Linked DNA regions of Sus scrofa: region 1 is linked to region 2. A link is a contact called in public HiChIP or PLAC-seq data. All regions are on one chromosome and are shown on one strand. Each heading gives the region's core, a stretch centred on a gene start, on an enhancer-like site or on the middle of the called end of the contact. The rest is flanking DNA. Distances are from core to core; before and after follow the strand shown.

Region 1 (4,538 bases), core at 421-2,920, 180 kb after region 2:
AACTACATGCAGCATGTGGATCCCGGGTTAAACTCCTAAAAACGAACACAACAGAAACTAGCTCTGAAAGACATTTTGGGGACAAGTGAGGAAATACGAACGTGGGCTAGCTACAAGATGTTATTCATATTGACGTGTGCGAGAATGGTACTGGTTATGTGGGAAAACATTCTCAGGAGTCACAGCTGAAGTACTTCTGTAGGGATGACACGACACCTCTGCAACTCACCGCCAAATGGCTAAGAAACAAGCCCCCCAAACACCCCACACCCAAGTACATAAAACAAATCTAATTTCACACATAACATACATGAGGCATGTGTGTGTGCATACACACACTTAATAATGAGCAACCACATGTCCTGGGCCTTCTTAAAGCTGAATCCCTGAGCCTGACTGTGGCCTGTGCGATGCTAAGTCTCTGGGACTTGCCAGCCGAGCTCCAGCGCACACATGCAGAAGGGGCTGAAGGAAGGCAGAAGTTCCTTGTGGGATCCGGATGTGTTTCTAGAAGAAATGCTAGGGTCTCTAAGAGAGACAAGGAGTGCAGCACACCTCAGAGGCTCTGGTCCTGGGGGGGGTGGGGGTGGAGGGACCTTGGGAGACACGGCTGAGGGGACGCGGGAAGGCTGCACAGTCCCGAGGACCAGGAGGACAAGCGGTTCCATGCCTTCCCAAGGCAGGGCTTCTTGTTGTTGTGTTTACTTAACAAAGGAGGGAAAGCCCAGCTCTGGTAAGAAGCTGGCTTGCGAGAACAGCTCACAAATGAGTTTTCTGGCAAAGGATCAGCATCTCTGGGGGGAGGGGGTGATGAACGTTAATTTCTAGAGAGTGTGAGGGAAATTGTTCGAGGTGTTGTAAGAAATGGGAAGCCAAGGGGGAAACCCTGTGGTTTTTCTGACAAGTCACTACACCAAGAGCTCAGAGACTCAACCAAGTAAGAACTGGAGGGCTCTCCTGGACGACCAGCGTGACCCTGTGTGCTATGACAAAGGGACAGCGCGGGCAGGCCATGTGCAGGGGCCAAGACAGAGTGATGGGAACCAATGTGCAACCAGCCTGGACTGTGTAACTGCGTCTGAGGGCGGTGGTGGTGTGTTGCGGAGAATAAAGCAAGAGAGGACAGCTTTTCCATCACGCCAAACTTTCTCAAAAGTAGCCCGGCTCCACCTCCGTCCCTGAGTGGCTGCAGCAGTACGAGGGCGGTCATGTTTGCCGAGCTGCTAGAAGAGCAATCCTCCAGGGGCCAAATCAGAAACAAGCTCCTTGAGAACATTAAGTAACAACTTCTTTCTGCCCAAGGAGGAAATGACTAGGGTGGGTGGTCTCTTGGAGCTAAAAAAAGAAACCGCATCCAGGAAATCCCACCAAGGAGGGAGTTCATACCCAGGAAAGCTGGAGCTGGCAGAGGACTGAGGAAGGAGTTCAGGACAGCCAGCGAGCTTCAAGGACAACCCAGGAAGGGCAGATCCCCACGAGGCTCTTTAGAAGCACCCTATTTGGGCAGAAGGCACTTCAAGGAGGTTAAAAGCACATTTGTGTATCATTTGCCCAAGCTCAACACATTTTCTGGTTGAAATGTTATTACCGCCCCCTAGAGGTTGTGAGTTTTCTAGTCCAAATTTGTAGTCATCTGTAAACTATAATTAACTCAGATTCCTTCTACTACAAGTATCTGCAGATGTCTTTGAAGTCTCTTCCAGGCTCATGATTCTATAATAGGAAAAGGGCAGTGCTTGGAGTCAGCTGTTTTTCATTGCCAGCGAGGACAGACTAGGAGGAAATGTCTTAAATGGTAGCCAGAGAAACTTAGGTTGGAAAATGAAAATTTCCAATAGCACAGTTTGTAAAACACTGGAAACAGACTCCTGATAAGAGTTAAAGGTAATTTTCCCTGAACTCTCTAAAATTGCGGGGGGGAAGGGGCAGGGGATTAAGCTTTGAGGATGGTTTAAGTACAACTTAAACCAAAAGTTTCAGAGGTAAAGACTGAACATAAATGTCACAGAAGTCACACTGCTGGTCAGAACACCCATCACCCCTCATCACTACTTGGCAGCCTCCCGTGCTGCCCCTGCCCTCTCAGGAAGAAGGCTGCGCAGCTACCTCCCTCCCCCGCCCCAGCCGGAGCTGCTGCAAGGCTGGGGTCCAGCCGGTTGTCCCTGTTCCTTACCCTCAGGCCTGGCTCCTTGGGGACAGCAGGAACCCTTTCTTCCCCGCTCAGGCAGCTGACGTCTAACTTTCCAGGTTCCTTACAGCGTGGCCTCCTCTGCTTTGGTTTGTCTGAAAAATTCTAGGAGGTAAATGGAAACCAACATTACAAGAACATTCTGCCTCTGATTCTTCTGATGAGGACAGTGCCTTTCAGTCGCTTCTGCTGTTCTCTCATTCACGGCCCTCTGCACAGGACCCATCGGGTTAGGCTGAAGGAAACAGCCACCCGGCCCTCACCTAGGCTCTCTCCTTGAAGCAAGCTGGAGAACAGGCCTCCGGTGGGGGCCTCCCGGCCCTCCAGCCTAGCCTAGAGCGCCTGGCTGACCCACCAGTGTCTCTGGGTACAGCTTAATCCCTAGCCCTCCCCTCTGAATCATTCTCTTCACTGCTACCTCCCTGGTGGGTTTCGTCTGTCTTTGGAGGCTGTGCCTCTGTGAATGCGTTCTCCTTTTCTGGTGGGCTTTCCACCTCCTTATCTTACTAATGAGATGAACCCAGGACAAAGATGGTGGTGGAGTGGACAAGCAAATGAGAAAAGAAAAACGAGAAGACTCCAGTGCTCAGATTCCTCATCTGCAGAGGCGGTAAAAGGAGTTGAGGAAAAATCCCAAAGCAGTAACTAGAACTAACATACCACCATTAACTTGAAGGAATATACAGGAACGTTTTCATGAAGTGGCAGCACTTACGCAACCCAAAGAATTCTCTGTGAGCTTATGGATGTGGTAATTCTGGAGGGAAGAGAGGTCTGAGCTTAGGCAAGTTCTATCGTCTTAAGATGTTGCATGTCTACTTTCTGGCACAGCATTTCTGACGTGGGATGTAATTTCTGTTACTGGAAAACTTAATCAGAATTTAAAACTTTTTTCCCTCCACTTTAAAATGACATTCTTGGCAGACACAGCTTTCTCGGACTTGCTAGGCCCCAGTCTTCCTCAGCATCCTCCTTGTCAAAGCGGCACCGGCCGGCGGGAAGTAAATGGGGGGTCTCTGCAGCCCGACACACACTTACTGCGCCGAAGCCAGGAACTTCCAAGGAGTAGTCGGCCTGCTGCCGCAGCCAGTCCAGCAGGCTCCTGCCGGGCATGGCCTTCTCGGCCTGGCTGCCGGCTGCCGGGGCTGGCTCCGGGGTCGACGTGGCAGGCACTGGCCCTTCAGGGGGGTGTGAGGTGCTCAGGGGAGTCTGCCCTGGGTCTTCGTGGACCTCCTGGGCAAAGGGAAAACAAGCATGTGCAGCTCGTCATGACAGAACAAAAGCTAGTTTCTCAAAGGGCAACGCGGAGGCCCTTTGAATCTGTCCCCAGGCTGTTACCCGCCTGCACCTGAACAGCAATCCCCCACGCAATCTCTTGTCCACGTCGGGGGTCCCCTCCACAGGGCTGCTCCTCTCCCCTCTCGTCTACGTCCTAGACTTTCATGCCATCTCATCGGCTCAGGTTCCACGTTGCTGCTTTTGTCACTGTCACTGACAGTCCCGGCCACATGGGCCACTCCACTCCTGCTCCCCCACGGCCCTCTTCACAGGTATTCACACAACAGAGAACGCCACATGGCATCCGACTCACTTGGTCCTTGCTCCACACTGCAAACGCCTGCCCTACTGGCCCTTGTCCAGGTATTGGGTCTACTGATAAAGTACACTGTTGGTGCAAAATAAACGTCTGCATAACATGTGTTCCAAAATACTTGCAGGCCCAAGGAAAGAAAGTTCACTCCTTCTACTGGAACTCTACAATCATTACAGGAAATATGGCTTTGCCCCTCTGAAACAATGAGACAGGCTTCTTAAAGACCTGAAAGATTGGGGAGTTCCCTGGGTGGTCTAGTGGTTAGGACTCAGAACTTTCACCACTGCAACTTGGGTTTAATCCCTGATCTGGGAACTGAGATCCCACATCGAGCCGCTACACGCCACCACCAAAAAACAAATTAAAAAACAGAGACTTAACAGAATTGGACTGGGAAAGAACCTAACATTTTAGCTTCCTAAATTACAGAGGAAGCTGAAGAGGGAGACATACACCAGATAACACAGCATTGCTCTCCGGCTCTAGAGAATCAAGTCCTTGGTTTGGTGTCCCGATCTGCCATCTACTACGTGCACAATCTTGGGCAAAGTATTTAATGCTTGTGAGCCTCTGTTTCCTCATCTACAAAATGGGAATAGTAACAACACCTTGCAGGGTTGTTGTGAAAAACATACAGGACCATCAGGTCAAACTCTGACCACGGTGCCTGGCACATATGAAGCACTCGATAAATACTGTTCGTTATTATTCCCTTTAAAATAAGAAAACGGTAAATATGATTCCTGTTTTGGAGCT
Region 2 (5,202 bases), core at 1,810-4,309:
ACATATTATAAATAATGTTTACAGTGTATAAGACAAATATAGATGAAGGGGCAAAGAAAATGAACATGCAAAATATACAAGCTATAAACTAGGAAAGAGGCTCAACCTCACCAGTAATCAGGGAACCGAAATTAAATCAAAAATGTGATTTTTCCCCTTCCTCACAGATTGGCAAAAATTGGAAAGACAGACCATATAAAATTCATGCCTCATTGGAGAGAGCATACACTGGTAAAATTTTTATGAAGGTCAATTTAGCAAGAGTCATCAGCATTTTAAAAGCACATTCTTTTATCTAGCCGTTTCACTTCTAAGAACCCATAAAGACTGTGAAGTATTGAAATACATGCAAATGGGAGTTCCCGTTGTGGCTCAGTGGTTAACAAACCCAACTAGTGTCCATGAGAACATGGGTTCAATCCTGGCCTTGCTCAGTGGGTTAAGGATCCACCGTTGCCATGAGCTGTGGTGTAGACTGGCAGCTGATTTGACCCCTAGCCTGGCAACCTCCATATGCCTCGGGTGTGGCCCTAAAAAGACAAAAGACGAAAAAGAAGAAGAAATACACGCACATGATCACAGCAATATTAATAAGGTTATTTACATCATCATTTCTTAGCATTAACAATGTCTGTTAGTAAAATAGTGATGAAGCAAAAACCAGAACATACGTACTAGGAGATGAAATGCAGCCATCAAAAAGGATTAAGACCTATGTGTACTGATGTAAATATATCTCCAAGACATATTTAAATAATAAAATATGAAATATACTGCATAACAAAATATGATTTCACTGTATAACGAACAATCTATGTAGACTAGTATTTATTTGAATATGAACAGAATTTAGAAGAACAAAGGATAAACACTGACCCATTAAACAGTAATAACCATCATGAAGAACAGCATTTACTTTTTTTTTAACTTTATGCTTTCTATCTTGCTTAAATTTGTTACCATCATGTGTGGCTTTTAATTTTAAAAACAGCAGTAAGGATTAAACTAAATAAAATTAATAGTGCCAGTGAGCAACAAACCATGAAAGCAGGGTAGCCAGCATATAAAATGGTTGTGCATACAGAATCACTCACTTTCAGCTGAGAGGTTTCAGTGTGCCAGGAACCATCTGGTACACAAGTGGTACAAGAGGGGTATGGGGAGGGGTCTTGATACACCCACAGTTGCCGAGGCCTTGTCAAAATGGACCCCCGAATTTTTGCCACTATCTTGTCATTTACTTGGCAAACTTGCCTTGTGGAACCATTCGACTGAAATAAATAACTGCCATGGGATGTGGGTTCAATCCTGGGCCTTGCTCAGTAGTGGGTTAAGGATCTGGCATTGCCGAAAGCTGCGGTATAGGTCACAGATGTGGCTTGGATCCCGCGTTGCTGTGGCTATGGCATAGGCCAGCAGCTGCAGCTCCAATTTGACCCCTGGCCCAGGAACTTTCATATGCCACAGATGTGGCCATAAGAAGAAAAAAATAAAACTGCCAGGGAGAAGTGGAGGGAATCTGACCACTCGTTTTCAAATATCAATTTCAAGCCATCAATGGATTTGACCATTTCGTTGGACCTTTGACATCCTGAAATTCATAAGGGCGCAATTTGAGGCAGAATCCTTGGAAATTTGGAGTTTTCACCCTTGAAAATAGTCCTAGTTACAAACATCCTAAAAATTATATATTTGTATGAAGTTGCACACAATAGCTGAAGAAAATTAGTGAATTCCATACCTTGGAAGTGTCAAAAAGTTGTATGGGGGCTAGATGTACAAACAAAACAACACCCAGCAGGTTCTTATTGTGAACTCAGTCCAAGCTATAAATGAAAGAATATGCAAATACCTTTTAGATTACTGTTTGGCACGAATCGAGTGATCCCAGTGGTGGCAGTGGCTCGTACTGTGAACCACTGCCATAAACTCTGAATTAAACCACTGAGTTCCATCTCAAGAAGACTTCTGAAGTATAAGATAATACCACACATGGATCAATTTGCACTGATGGCGCCACTGCTATGCTAGAAAGTCTGAGAAAATTCCATGACCAGCCAGGAAACTGGATTCACTTCAATTCTCTCTCAAAGCACTTTTATCTCTCCTGATCCATTCCAATAGCCTCCAGAGATGGTTATTACTGCCCCTTCCCCCACAGCATTGAAGGGCTATCAGCAAAAAAGAGGAGGTGACAGACCAAAGTCACACGCAGATTTGTACATGAGCCTGATGTTCTGACTCTTTAACTCTCCTGTTCTTTTTTAGGCCACATTCACTCTGAATACCAAATGAATAATAAACCCACTACCTTTAATTATTTTACATTATTTTTATTATATATTTTTTCTTTTTACGGCTACACCTTCAACATATGGAAGTTCCCAGGCTAGGGGTCAAATAGGAGCTGCAGCTGCTGGCCTACACCAGAGCCACAGCTATACCAGATCTGAGCCACGTCTGCAACTCATGCTGCAGCTTGCAGCAACACTGGTTCCTTGACCCACTGAGCAAAGCCAGGAATTGAACCTGTATCCTCATGGAGACTACATCAGGTTTTTAACCAGCTGAGCCACAATGGGAACTCCTATTTACATTATTAATTACATAATTTTGAGCCTTCTTATGAGGGCTCTAAGATTTTTACAAGCTGAATCTGTCCAGTGTTGTAATTTTTAAAAATTAGGACAGCTAGACAGGGCTACCATGAGCCTACTCTCGTGTATGACTAGAGAACTCTGTCACAGTGGGCCTAACTAATTTGACTGAAGTTAGTCAGCAGGAATCTACAACAAAAAGAACACAAGAGAGACTGTCCATCTTCAGGAATGTGTGTGGGCAGGACCTTGGCAGCCCAGAAGATCTGCTGGCTGGAATTGTCAGATTTCTGCTGAAACAAAAGAACTGAAGTCTGTTTTTATGCCCTAGTACTCAAGTGTCAAAGCCACATTAAGCCCGGAACTGGCCTAATTTCTCTCTCTGGCTACTTAAGGGTCACAATACTTTCTGCATTTAGTAATCACCATCCAGCAGAGGGCTCAGGGCCAGAGCTCTGCACTTACTTCCCCCAACAAACAGTTCCTGTTTCTGTCAAGTCACCAACAGAAACGGCCAGCTCCCCTCAGGTGTTATCACCTCTGCAGCAAATAGGAATTCATTCTTTCTCAAACTCAGAAAGGCGATGATGATAAAAAATACAGTGGCCTCCGAATTAAAGGGACTTCAGAGACGACATATTTCAATTGCTCATCTTTGCATGAATCATCTTGTAAGTATCACTACTGTGGTCAGGATGGCTAACCACCCAGTCCTATCAGGTGGTTAGTCTAGTCTGCGCTTGAATATCTCCATCGACCCAGAGGTCAGCACCTACTGGGGTTAGAAAGATGTTAGAAATGATTCCTCGTAGTAATAAGCACCTCCCAAGTTGCCTTCTTGAAGCTTTCACTCACTAAATTGATTTTGTCACTCAAAAATCTTTGAGAACTTACAATGTTCTCAGGACTCTGTGCTAGGAACTGGGTATATAAGGATTTTTGAAAAGACGCCATTGCTGTATGAAGAAGCCAGTCGTTCTCTGTGGTTATTAGGCTATTCACCTGTGGTCCGGGGCTTGCTTGCTTTCTGAACACACTGGATTTCCCTGCCCACCTGCAGATGGGTGTAAACAATGAAATGTAAGCAAACGTGTCCTCTCTAGGGGAAGCTTCAAGAGAAAGTGCATGCTTTGTTTCGCTGTTTGCTCTCTGGCCAGCAAACGGCAATGCTTTGGGTCGTGCAAGGACCTGGAGGTGGGAATGTGCCTGGCCTGTTCAAAGAACAGCTGAGTGGGAGTCAAGACAGGGTCAAGGTGGTGAGGGCTGTGCAGAGCCATGTGGACGACTTGGGTTTCTCTGAGATGGGCAGTGCCCGAGAGGACTTGGAGCAAAGGGCTGACGTGATCCGACTTGTGTCCCACAGGACACCTGCTGGCTGTGCTGAGAACAGACTGAGGGAAAAACAAGAGGAAAGCAGGAAACCTGTCCGGAGGGTATGGCAGCAGTCCAGGCAAGAGATGACAATGGCCCGGACCAGGACGGTAGAGATGGAGGTTAAGGAGATGCGGCTGGACTCTGGACACATTTTGAAAGGAGAGCTGCGTGTGAACATCGTACTCACAGGAATCAAGGATGACTCCCAGGTTTTTGATCTAAGCAACAGGAAGGCTGGTGTTGCCGTCAACCAAGATAGGAAGCTCATTGCGAAAAGCCAAAGCCAATCTGTGCTGAGACTGGAAAGTCCCTTTCCAGGTGAAAAACTGGATTAAGCTGGTTTGGTCATAGGATTTCAGAGGACCAATGGGTCAGGCTGCTAATGAGCAGGGAGGCTGTGCAAGGCCAGTGTTCCCAGGGAAAAGACTCTGATCTCTGCTAAAATCTGCTCAAACCCACAGAAAACCACATAAAGAGGGGTGAGGGGTGGGAGGGTGAGGAGGTGGGGACAGGGAGAGGCTGGGGACAAACCGAGGAAACCCTGAAAACCAGGTAGTCAGAACCTGCACCTTCCAAAGTTAAAACATGTTACATACACTGAAATGTACTTGAACCCAAATGTTGTTTCAAGTATAAAAGTAAATTATTAATTTTAAAACTAAAAATTTTAAAAAGCAAAAGAGTAAATGGTTTGTTCTAGATGTGTTTTCACTTCTGAATGACACTGGTTTTATTTTAATTGAATTTTTTCAGTGTGGGCTCAAGACTTTATAGGCTAAAGAACATGCAGGCCAGTGGGCATGTTTGACCCTCTCAGGAATATGCATCTAGACATGAACTCTCTGGCTGTCCCTGTGGGCAGAGCTCCCCCTCCTTCCAGGCTCAGTCTGCTCTGCTGACTCTCTTCAATGGCCCCACTACAAAGCCCAGCAAGATCTTATGCTCCAGAAAGGATGCTCGATTTCACCCAGAGTAAGAGCAATACTAATTAAAACCACTCTAATTCTCCTTCTTTCACTTAGTTTGGAAAAGCTCAAAATGACTGACGAGGTACTGAGTTGGCAAGGGGGTGAGGAAATAAGGCACTCTCACACGCTCTTGCAAGAGTGAGAACTGGTAAAACCTCTACTAAGAATGTTCGACAATAGCTGACAAAATTACAAATGCTCATTTCCTTTGATTCAGCAAGTCTGCCTCCAGGAATGTAGCCTACAGATATGTTTGTCCATGA

What was found. HiChIP or PLAC-seq counts read pairs in DNA pulled down with a chosen protein or histone mark.
Region 1: a contact with region 2 is called in an H3K27ac HiChIP or PLAC-seq map of skeletal muscle, with 2.8 times the contacts expected there. The contact joins two enhancer-like sites. A contact is called at or near these places in 1 of 47 Hi-C or Micro-C datasets (fibroblasts) and 1 of 2 datasets of contacts at active chromatin or transcription factors (skeletal muscle).

Annotation. Positions count from the first base shown.
Region 1 is chr17:44,053,486-44,058,023 of Sscrofa11.1, forward strand. CHD6 (chromodomain-helicase-DNA-binding protein 6) reads right to left here. Exons shown (of 37, transcript XM_021077872.1): 36 at 2,174-2,293. Among named protein-coding and RNA genes, the nearest start is that of EMILIN3, 42 kb to the left of the region's middle. Within about 2 kb of position 1,671, at least 21 of the 83 cell types and tissues checked have an H3K27ac peak or open chromatin away from gene starts, as enhancers often do. A contact at or near this core is called in skeletal muscle, where this site is marked.
Region 2 is chr17:43,869,077-43,874,278 of Sscrofa11.1, forward strand. It overlaps a transcript of ZHX3 not described here. Among named protein-coding and RNA genes, the nearest start is that of ZHX3, 13 kb to the left of the region's middle. Within about 2 kb of position 3,060, at least 23 of the 83 cell types and tissues checked have an H3K27ac peak or open chromatin away from gene starts, as enhancers often do. A contact at or near this core is called in skeletal muscle, where this site is marked.